2 separate regions of the Ovis aries genome follow, and region 1 is linked to region 2. A link is a contact called in public Hi-C data. All regions are on one chromosome and are shown on one strand. Each heading gives the region's core, a stretch centred on a gene start, on an enhancer-like site or on the middle of the called end of the contact. The rest is flanking DNA. Distances are from core to core; before and after follow the strand shown. Region 1 has its middle 70 kb from the start of PDP1. Region 2 has its middle 25 kb from the start of PDP1.

Evidence for each region. Hi-C and Micro-C count contacts between places; a contact is called where the count stands out from the background.
Region 1: a Hi-C map of tail adipose tissue shows a contact between it and region 2, with 5 times the contacts expected there. The contact joins two enhancer-like sites. A contact is called at or near these places in 9 of 16 Hi-C or Micro-C datasets (blood, hypothalamus, liver and 5 more).

The regions. Positions count from the first base shown.
Region 1 is chr9:83,347,483-83,351,986 of ARS-UI_Ramb_v3.0, reverse strand. No RefSeq gene overlaps it. Among named protein-coding and RNA genes, the nearest start is that of PDP1, 70 kb to the right of the region's middle. Within about 2 kb of position 1,481, at least 2 of the 54 cell types and tissues checked have an H3K27ac peak or open chromatin away from gene starts, as enhancers often do.
Region 2 is chr9:83,252,488-83,257,050 of ARS-UI_Ramb_v3.0, reverse strand. No RefSeq gene overlaps it. Among named protein-coding and RNA genes, the nearest start is that of PDP1, 25 kb to the left of the region's middle. Within about 2 kb of position 3,205, at least 10 of the 54 cell types and tissues checked have an H3K27ac peak or open chromatin away from gene starts, as enhancers often do.

The sequences.
Region 1 (4,504 bases), core at 232-2,731, 97 kb before region 2:
ATACCACAGTTTAAATGCATCAATTCTTTAGCTCTCAGCTTTCTTTATAGTCCAACTCTCACATCCATAAATGACTATTGGAAAAATCATAGTTTTGACTAGATGGACCTTTGTTGGCAAAGTAATGTCTCTGCTTTCTAATATGCTGTCTAGGTTGGTCATAACTTTCCTTCCAAGGAGTAAGCATCTTTTAATTTCGTGGCTGCAGTCACCATCTGCAATGATTTTGGAGCCCAGAAAAATAACGTCAGTCACTGCTTCCACTGTTTCCCCATCTATTTGCCATGAAGTGATGGGATTGGATGCCAGATTCTTTCTGAATGTTGAGCTTTGAGCCAACTTTTTCACTCTCCTCTTTCACTTTCATCAAGAGACTCTTTAGTTCCTCTTCACTTTCTGCCATAAGGGTGGTGTCATCTGCATATCTGAGGTTACTGATATTTCTCCTGGCAATCTGTTGTTCCATCTCCAGTTCTAACTGTTGCCTCCTGACCTGCATATAGGTTTCTCAAGAGGCAGGTCAGGTGGTCTGGTATGCCCATCTCTTTCAGAATTTTCCGCAGTTTATTGTGATCCACACGGCTTTGGCATAGTCAATAATGCAGAAATAGATGTTTTTCTGGAACTCTCTTGCTTTTCCGATGATCCAGCAGATGTTTGCAATTTGATCTCTGGCTCCTCTGCCTTTTCTAAAACCAGCTTGAATAACAAGGCTAAGCTGCCTCAAATACAAAAGCAGCTTCCCTCCTCGTTATTGGAAATACAGTGTAGGCTTTTTTAAGCTGGTTTATTTGCTTATTCTCGGCTGCATTCAGCCTTCCTTTTGCACACGGGCTTTACTCTCGCTGTGGCTGGAGGGGTGACTGCGCTGCACGCGATTGTCTCGCTGCTGTGGCGGCTTCTCCTGTTGCAGAGCGCAGGCTCTAGGCGCATGTGGGCTCAGGAGTTGTGGTGCTCGGGCTTAGTTGCCCCGAAGCATCTGAGATCTTCCTGGATCAGAGATTGAACCTGGAGCGCCTGCATTGGCAGATAGACTCTTAACCACTGGACTACCAGGAAAAGTCTGGCACCGTTTTAAAAGCAACATTTGGAAGAATTGAGCCTTACCTATTAAAGTGATCAACATTTTCTCAGGGCCTTTGAAAACGTGATAATTCACTTAGGGAATGAACTGACATTTATGGAAGAGTTGAGGTTATTCCATATTCAGTTGTCTCTGTCCTTTGGATTCAGACTTCCACAGAAGATGATGAATCAGGCTGAAACATCCTACAGGGAAATGATTAATTTCTCCTGCTCTTCACAAAACCGAAACATCCACCCTTTCTCTCATCCACAGCAGAGCCTGGCCAACAGCTTTCTTTATGCACCTCCCCCTCTGAACACACAGCTGGATGGCATTCCAACCCCTTGGGCAGGTTAGCACAGCCTGTGACTGGCTCTAGCCAGTGACACGTGGACAGAAGTGGTGTGCTTTTCTGGCTTGGCCCATAGAAACTTGCTGTGATCACCAAACGGCCAAGGATCCAGGCGAGGATGCTGAGGCCAAGTCACAAGCTGAACGGACACGTGCCAACCGCCAAGATGCACAGCGCTGAGCTCAGAGTCAAAAGGAAGCCCTTGTTGCATTGGATCACCGAGAGCTGAGAGTTTTCATTGTTTTTCACAGTAAAACCACACGTCACTCACTGTCTTCTCCTCGCCTCCTCTTGCACCCCTCTTTCCCTGGCTTCTGCTGTCTCTCTTTATCATGTGATGAGGACTTTCTGATGTAATAACCAAACCAAACTGGTTTTATTGGATTTGAGATCAAAGCTGAAAGGATAAGCAGGTTCAATTAACTTAACTAGGAGAAAAAGTTCAATCCACTCAACTCTTCAAAAAGCTTATAAGTTAATATTTAGGATAATTTTTATTAAACAACTGGGTAAATGGTGAACATTTATTCAATTTTGAAATTATGTGAGCACCTCAGGGTGAGTGATCTCAGTGCTACCAGCAGATATGTACACGACAACCGCCTTCCAATGAGGAAAACCGCCTTGGAAATGGATATAACCCACACTCTCAGCTGACTCTCTTTATTTGAATGGCACCGTGACTTCCAGTGGGCACGCGTGGGCACCGCCACAGTATCAGGCAGGCCAGAAAAAGTATCAGTCCTGCAGTGAGAGGCTTCCAAAAGAAGCAAAGTTTCAAAGCGGCCTTTAAAAAATCCAAAATGAAAATTCTGATCTGACCTTGTGTGACTGCTTTCTTTCAAACGCAATATGGCAATTAACCACCCCCCAGCCCTCTCCTTCTCTTCTTGCTCCAAGTTGGTGACTCTCAAACTGGGCTCAGGGAAGCCCATTCGGAAGTTGTTTCAAGAAGTGGGCTCCAGGCAACTCACTCCAGATTGTGACCAGAGAAGCATTATTCTGATCTGTTTTGCAAACTGGGTTTCTGCATAAGCATTTATTTTTGTGTGCGAGTGGGGAAGACTCCTTTGCTTTAAAGAGTTACAGAAAACATTGGGTTATACGTTCCACCTGGATATGACACCTACTCTCAGAGTTTTAGTCACACAAATACCCAAAGATGTCCAAATCTGAAGCTCCAGCACATCTCTTTTCCGAACCCCCCCACTCACAGTCCCACTTGTATCTCACCACCTCCACTTGCTGGGTGCCTCAGCCACCTCTTCACAATGCTCCTGAAATAGAGTGTGTTATCCTGCCTACCCTCCTCCTGCATTAATGACATCACCTCCACCTGATTACTCAAAAGAAAACTCTGAATCATCCTGACTCCCGTTACTTCCCCCGCTCCCCCGGATCCAGTCATTTAGTCCAGTTTGTGACCCGTCCTAGCTATCCCATAACTATAATGTCTTTCCTCTCCATCCTCGTCACCACTGCCTTGGTGTAGGGCCTCATCATTCTCCTTCTTCTGGACCATCACAGTGGTCCCCAGTGGCTCTCATATTACTCTGCCCCTGACTGCACTGATTTTTTTGAAATACAGTAGAAATCATCATAGCAGATCATTGTTTTTAGCTTGGCAGTGAATAAAATGCTTTCATGTACGTTGTCATATTTAAGTAGCACCACCACATTCCAGCAAGAGGACGTTGTTCTTCTTTATTTAGAACAGGAATTTGAAGCCTCAGAAAATTATGTTGATCAGGTATCCACAGAAAGTCAAAAGAACTAGTGTTTGAACCCAAGGACTCCGAAGTTCATGCAGATGACAGGAACCACGCCACCAAACACATATCCGTCCCTGGCTTTAGCACGTTCAGCTCCTCACCACTGCCGACGGAAGGAAACACAGACCTTTGAGCATTTCAAACACAGCTCACTCTTAACAGTGCCCCAGGAGGCTTCCGCAGTTAATGGTAACAGCTACTTTAATAGTTAACATTCTAGCTCTGGAGCTAGAACATGCATTCTAACGTAAAACCTTGGATAAGTTACGCAACTTTTCTAAATCTCAGTTCCTGAAGGTGCAAAGTTGGGCTGTCATAGAGTTTATCCCACGAGGCTGTTGTGAGGCTTAAATAAGATTGTGCGTGTGAAGTACTTTACACCTTGCCTGTCCTGTAGAAAGTGCTGAGTGAAAGCTGGCTGTGGGCAGCTAGCAACCATTCCTCCTCCTAAGGAAATGCATAGAAAGGATTTCCTTTCTATCCTCCACCCTTCAAGCCGCCCACATTCTCTGTGATGTCCTCCAAGAAATCTTGAAAATCCTGGGTGGTAAGCCCCCCCACCACTTTGTACCCATCTCTACAGTTAGATACTTGATCGGGTGATACTATCTGTAGAGGGAGGGAGTTAGAGAAGGCAAGGTTCGGAAAAAGAACGAGACCAGCATTTTACTGGAACAGATCACATTTAATGAGGCGAGAAGGGGCAGCAGTCAGATTAGTGAGCTGCCGCACTACGCAAGAAAAGAGTAAGTATATATAGGCATATATGTGGAAATCTGCTGTCTTAAGGGGGCCTGTTCTCCAAGGTTGTTCGGAGTAATTATCTCTTAAAAGGCTAGGGCAAGGAATTCTGGAGATTGGCCAGAGGTTGGACTGGCTGGGAGCTGGGCGTAATCAACCTCAATGTCCATTTTTTTTCCTTCGGGTTAGAGAGTTCTTTGTTTTGCATAGAATGGTGGGGAGGACCCAGAGGGGAGTTTTAACTCCAGGCTATTTTTAGCTGAGTAACTTTCCTTCAGGATCCTTAGGACAAGCGGAGGACTATTCCCTGAGGCTGGTCACTAGGTCTAGGAGAAAATCCCCACGATGGAAAGCTCCCACGTGCCTAGCTTTAGGTTTCTTTCCTGTGTCTCTCTCTGCACCGCTTTCACTTCTGACATCAGAGATGTTCCACAGGCTTGCCCGTGCCCCCACGTGCCAATCCTGGCGTCCAGCTCCAGCAGTTTGACGGCTATCTGACCTCAGCTCTGTATCAGCCCTGTGTTCCTCTTGGGTGCAAAGCTTTGGCATCTGGTCCAGGTTCTTTCTGGCATT
Region 2 (4,563 bases), core at 1,956-4,455:
ACACAGTATTTTAAGAGAAACCTCCTTTAAATTTGTATAGAGAAGGAAAAAATATCGCTAGTTTGTTCCTCCTGCCGCTTAAGAGAGAGAAAAATGTCTGACACTTGCAGGCTGTTTCCTCTGTTTGGAGACCCCTGGCTTTCCTGCCTGTTACCCTCTCAGATGGACTCAGCGAGTTGATGATGGACAGGGAGGCCTGGTGTCCTGCATTTCATGGGGTCACAAAGAGTCGGACATGACTGAGTGACTGAACTGAACTGAACTGAATCGTCTGTATAATTTGTATGCTCTGTAAGATTTGTTTGTGTGACCAATGGAACATAGCAGATGTGATGGCATGTGCCTCCTCAGATCAGATTATGAAAGAGTGCAAATTTTGTCTTGGTCATACCCACTGTCTCTTGGATTACCTGTTCTGGGAGGAGCTATGTTGTGAGCAGCCTTTTAGAGAGAGCCGCATCCTCAGGGACGGATGCCTCCTGGCCACAGTCACATCAGTGAAGTTGGAAACAGACATCACAGGTCCAGTCAAGACTCCAAAGTCAGCAACTCCAACTGATAAAACGTTTACAGCCTCAGTGAGATCCTGGGCTAGAAATGCTGCTTCCAAATTCCAAACCCTCAAAGTGCAGCGAATTCTTCTACTAGCACAATAGATTTATTTGGGAACAGCAAGAACATTGTGGTTCAGGACATGCAATCTGTGGCACAGCATAGGCGAATTCGGAGAATACAAGAGAGTAACTTTTATGTATATATATATAGAGAGAGGAGAAGTGGGAGAGTCTATTATAAACATTGGAGTCCACTGGAGAAAACAGAATTTAGAGTGTAGTGGATTTTCATTGGCTGAGTTGTGACGCTCTCAATGGTTGGGCTGTTGCCAGGCAAGGAGAAATTGTTCCTTCCTCCTACTGGGTAGTCATGCTGTAACTTTCTTCCTGTGGAGCTGCAAAGGTACAGCTCTTCCAGCTGGGTCTGCAGTTGAATTCCAGTGGTAGAGCATGAGAGTGCCCCTCCTGGCGCCATTTAAATGAGGTTTCTATTTACAGGCAAACCTCATTACATTGTTCTTCACTTTATTTTGCTTTGTGCTATTTTTTGTAATGGGCTTCCCTTGCGGCTCAGCGGATAAAGAATCCGCCTGCAATGCGGGAGACCTGGGTTTGATCCCTAGGTTGGGAAGATTCCCTGGAGAAGGGAAAGGCTACCCACTCCAGTATTCTGGCCTTGAGAAGTCCATGGACATGGACTATATAGTCCGTGGGGTCACAAAGAGTCAGACAGGACTGAGTGACTTTCATGTTCACTTTCAATTTTTGTAGTATATATTGAAATCAGGATGTGTGATGCCTACACCTTTGTTCTTGCTTAAAAAATTGTTGTGGCTACTTAAGGTCTTTTCTGGTTCCATATGAATTTTAGGATTTTTTTTTCCTATTCCTGTGAAAAGCATCACTGGAATTTTGATAGGGATTGCATTTATTTGTAGATTGGGTAGAATGGACATTTTAGCAGTATTAATTCTTCCAATCCATGAACATGAAATATCTAAAAAGGTAGCTCAGTTGGTAAAGAATCTGCCTGCAATGAAGGAGCCCCTGGTTTGATCCCTGGGTCAGGAAGATCCCCTGGAGAAGGAAATGGCAATCCACTCCAGTATTCTTGCCTAGAGAATCCCCATGGACAGAGGAGCCTGCTGGGCTACAGTCCTTGAGGTCGCAAAGAGTCAGACACGACTGAGTGACTAAGCCCAAGCACGTTAAGTGGACAAACAGGTTTCAAATCAACATGCACAAAATCAGTACAATCTGATTTTATTGTAAACGTATGTATGCATGTCGAAAGATCTGGAACTATAATAGCAAAAATGACTCAAGGCCAGCATACAAAAGGAAGCCTCCTCATTCAGACTCTAAACAGGCTCAAGCCCTGGGGCAGCTGCAACAAGAATCAGGGAAAGGTGTCCTGAGAGAAAAGGACTGAACATGAAGGTTAGAATCTTACGTAACTTATTTTTTATGCCACTATTTAAACTTCATATCATTCCCTTTAGTGTCTATATTTACTTTTGAGAGCACTATATTTTAGAATCGCCTGCTGTGCTGAATGGTTCTCCAGCGGCTATCTACTCTGGGACACTCTGACATCATCGGAGTGGTTGGCTGTGTTGGGCATTCACAAACGCGGATGAAGTAATACAGCATCTTTTGTAGAGAGATGTGGGCAGCGCCTTTCATCTCCCCTGGGCTTTTAGACAAGGATCAAGTCAAAGTGAAGGCAGGGGGCAGCATCTGGCGGGAGCCTCCTAGCCTTAGCAGCCTTTGCTCATGAACATGGGCTCAATTTCTTGGTGGCTAAGGGAAAGGTCAGATTGGCCTGCGAGGAAGGAAATCCATGTCCCTCTGCAGAAAGTCCACTTCCTAGGTAACTAAAGAAATATAGTTGAGCCAAGACAGACCTCAACAAGACAATTCTTCAGGGCATGGGCGACGGTGACCCTGATCGGAGAAGACACTGGATATAGGACAGAGTTGAAAACAGTTTGAAAGATCTCCCGCAGTGACCAAACATGAACTTTGTCTCCAACTTTTGTGATGGTAGCCACGTTAACCTGAATTACCCTCACTGCCCTTTTAAGAGAGTTACTGGTGCGACACAGAAGAGACCAGCAGTTTTGCCACACTGAGCTACAAACAGAACCAGAGCAGCTTTCTTGAGCTCTTACTGCGTGCCAGACAGGCTTGCATACAAAGGAAGCCTCCTTGCTCAGACTCTAAACAGGCTCAAGCCCTGGGGCAGCTGCAACAAAGTCGAGAAGCAGCTGTTCCCTTGCCCGCTCGTGGGCTTGGCTGCCGGTCTATCTGCTCTGCCAGCCACCTGGGTTGACGAGTTGTGAGAGGTGAGAGGCAGGCTTTTTTCCCAGAAAGGGAAATTAACCCATAACGCCAAGATAGTCAAACTCACATGCAGACGAAGGGCACCAGTGAGGCACACAGAAGCCATTGTCCACAGAAAGAAGATAACTTGCCAAAAAAAAAAAAAAAAAAAAAACCCACTAACACATGGTAATTCTTTTACAAACACAAATTTAAACAACATACACAAAAACACTACAATAAAGTCCAAAACCGCAGAAGCTCAATGTGACTGAACTGCAGCTGGGCAAAATCACTTGGGTGTTGGCTGTCCTGTTATTCTCCTCCTTTGCCTCCCCTGCCAGCTGCATAGATGGGGGAGGTGTGTGTGTTAATCGCTCAGTTGTATCCAACTCTTTGTGACCTCATGGACTGTAGCCTGCCAGGCTTCTCTGTCCATGGGATTCTCAGGCCAGAATGCTGGAGTGGGTTGCCATTTCCTTCTCCAGGGGATCTTCCTGACCCAGAGATCCAACCTGGATCTCCTACATTGCAGGGAGATTCTTTACCACTGCGCCACCAGGGAAGCCCCTAGATTGGGGCGGGGGAAGCGACAAAAGAGGTGGAAAGACTCTAGCAGACCCACTGGAGAGGAGGGCAGAGGGGGGTTATGGAGGAGAGTGTGAGGCCCTGAGGATTTAGTAAGTTCTAGAGAAGAGCTGAAAGTGGGTGAAAGTGAAAGTCGCTCAGTCAAGTCCGACTCTTTGTGATCCCATGGACTATATAGTCCCTGGATTTCGCTCCAGGCCCAAATACTGGAGTGGGTAGCCTTTCCCTTCTCCAGGGAATCTTTACAACCCAGGGATTGAACCCAGGTCTCCAGCATTGCAGGCGGATTCCTTACCAGCTGAGACACCAGAGAGTTAAAAAGGGTTTGACGATTAATCACGAATTATGACTTAGATTTTTTAAAATTTTTAGAGAGATGAGTAACGCTGAAATGCCTGTTTGAGCTGTGCTTCTTCAAATAAGTGTCCATTCTGAGACTAGACCGCTTGGGCTGTGACCGTGTAAGAATTCTCCGAGCAGGATCATGAGGCTCCCTTTTTGCCCTTTTGTGTGAGCATGTGAAAATGCAGAAAATAGAGTCATTCTCTTTGACTGTTTCAAGTACTTTCTCTGTGACCCAAGACCAGTTATGTGCCAGCTTCTTCATAACCTAAAAATTATGGCAGAAGAATACATCCTACTTTTCTCTGGGGGCAGGGAGAGGCGGGGAGCAGTTCATAGCTCAAATGCCATAGATTCTCACAGTTCTTACTGAGACTTAGTAGGTTTTCTTGAATCTGCGTTTCTTCATTGGCTATATGCCCTCAGGACAATCTGTACAGACTTGAAATGGTTAAGTTTTTAAAAGTAACTGTCACCAGTTATGACTGTTTCACTGAAGAGCACAGGTCTGAGAGGCTGTTCCTGCCACCATTCCAGAATTGGGTCTTTGGTATTTGAATCTGGGATTTTAGCAGAGAGGGAAAGCATAGTTCAAGTCAGGTTGGGAGCCAGAGAAAAAGAAACAAGAACTTTGGAAGCCAAAACGAACCCATTGTTCATGCTTACTTACCTCCTGGGAATTTTATGGTCCAGCTCATTCTGGAGTTAGAACCCTTCTTGGCTGAACTAGCACCAGCAAAGCTGTGGGCTGTGA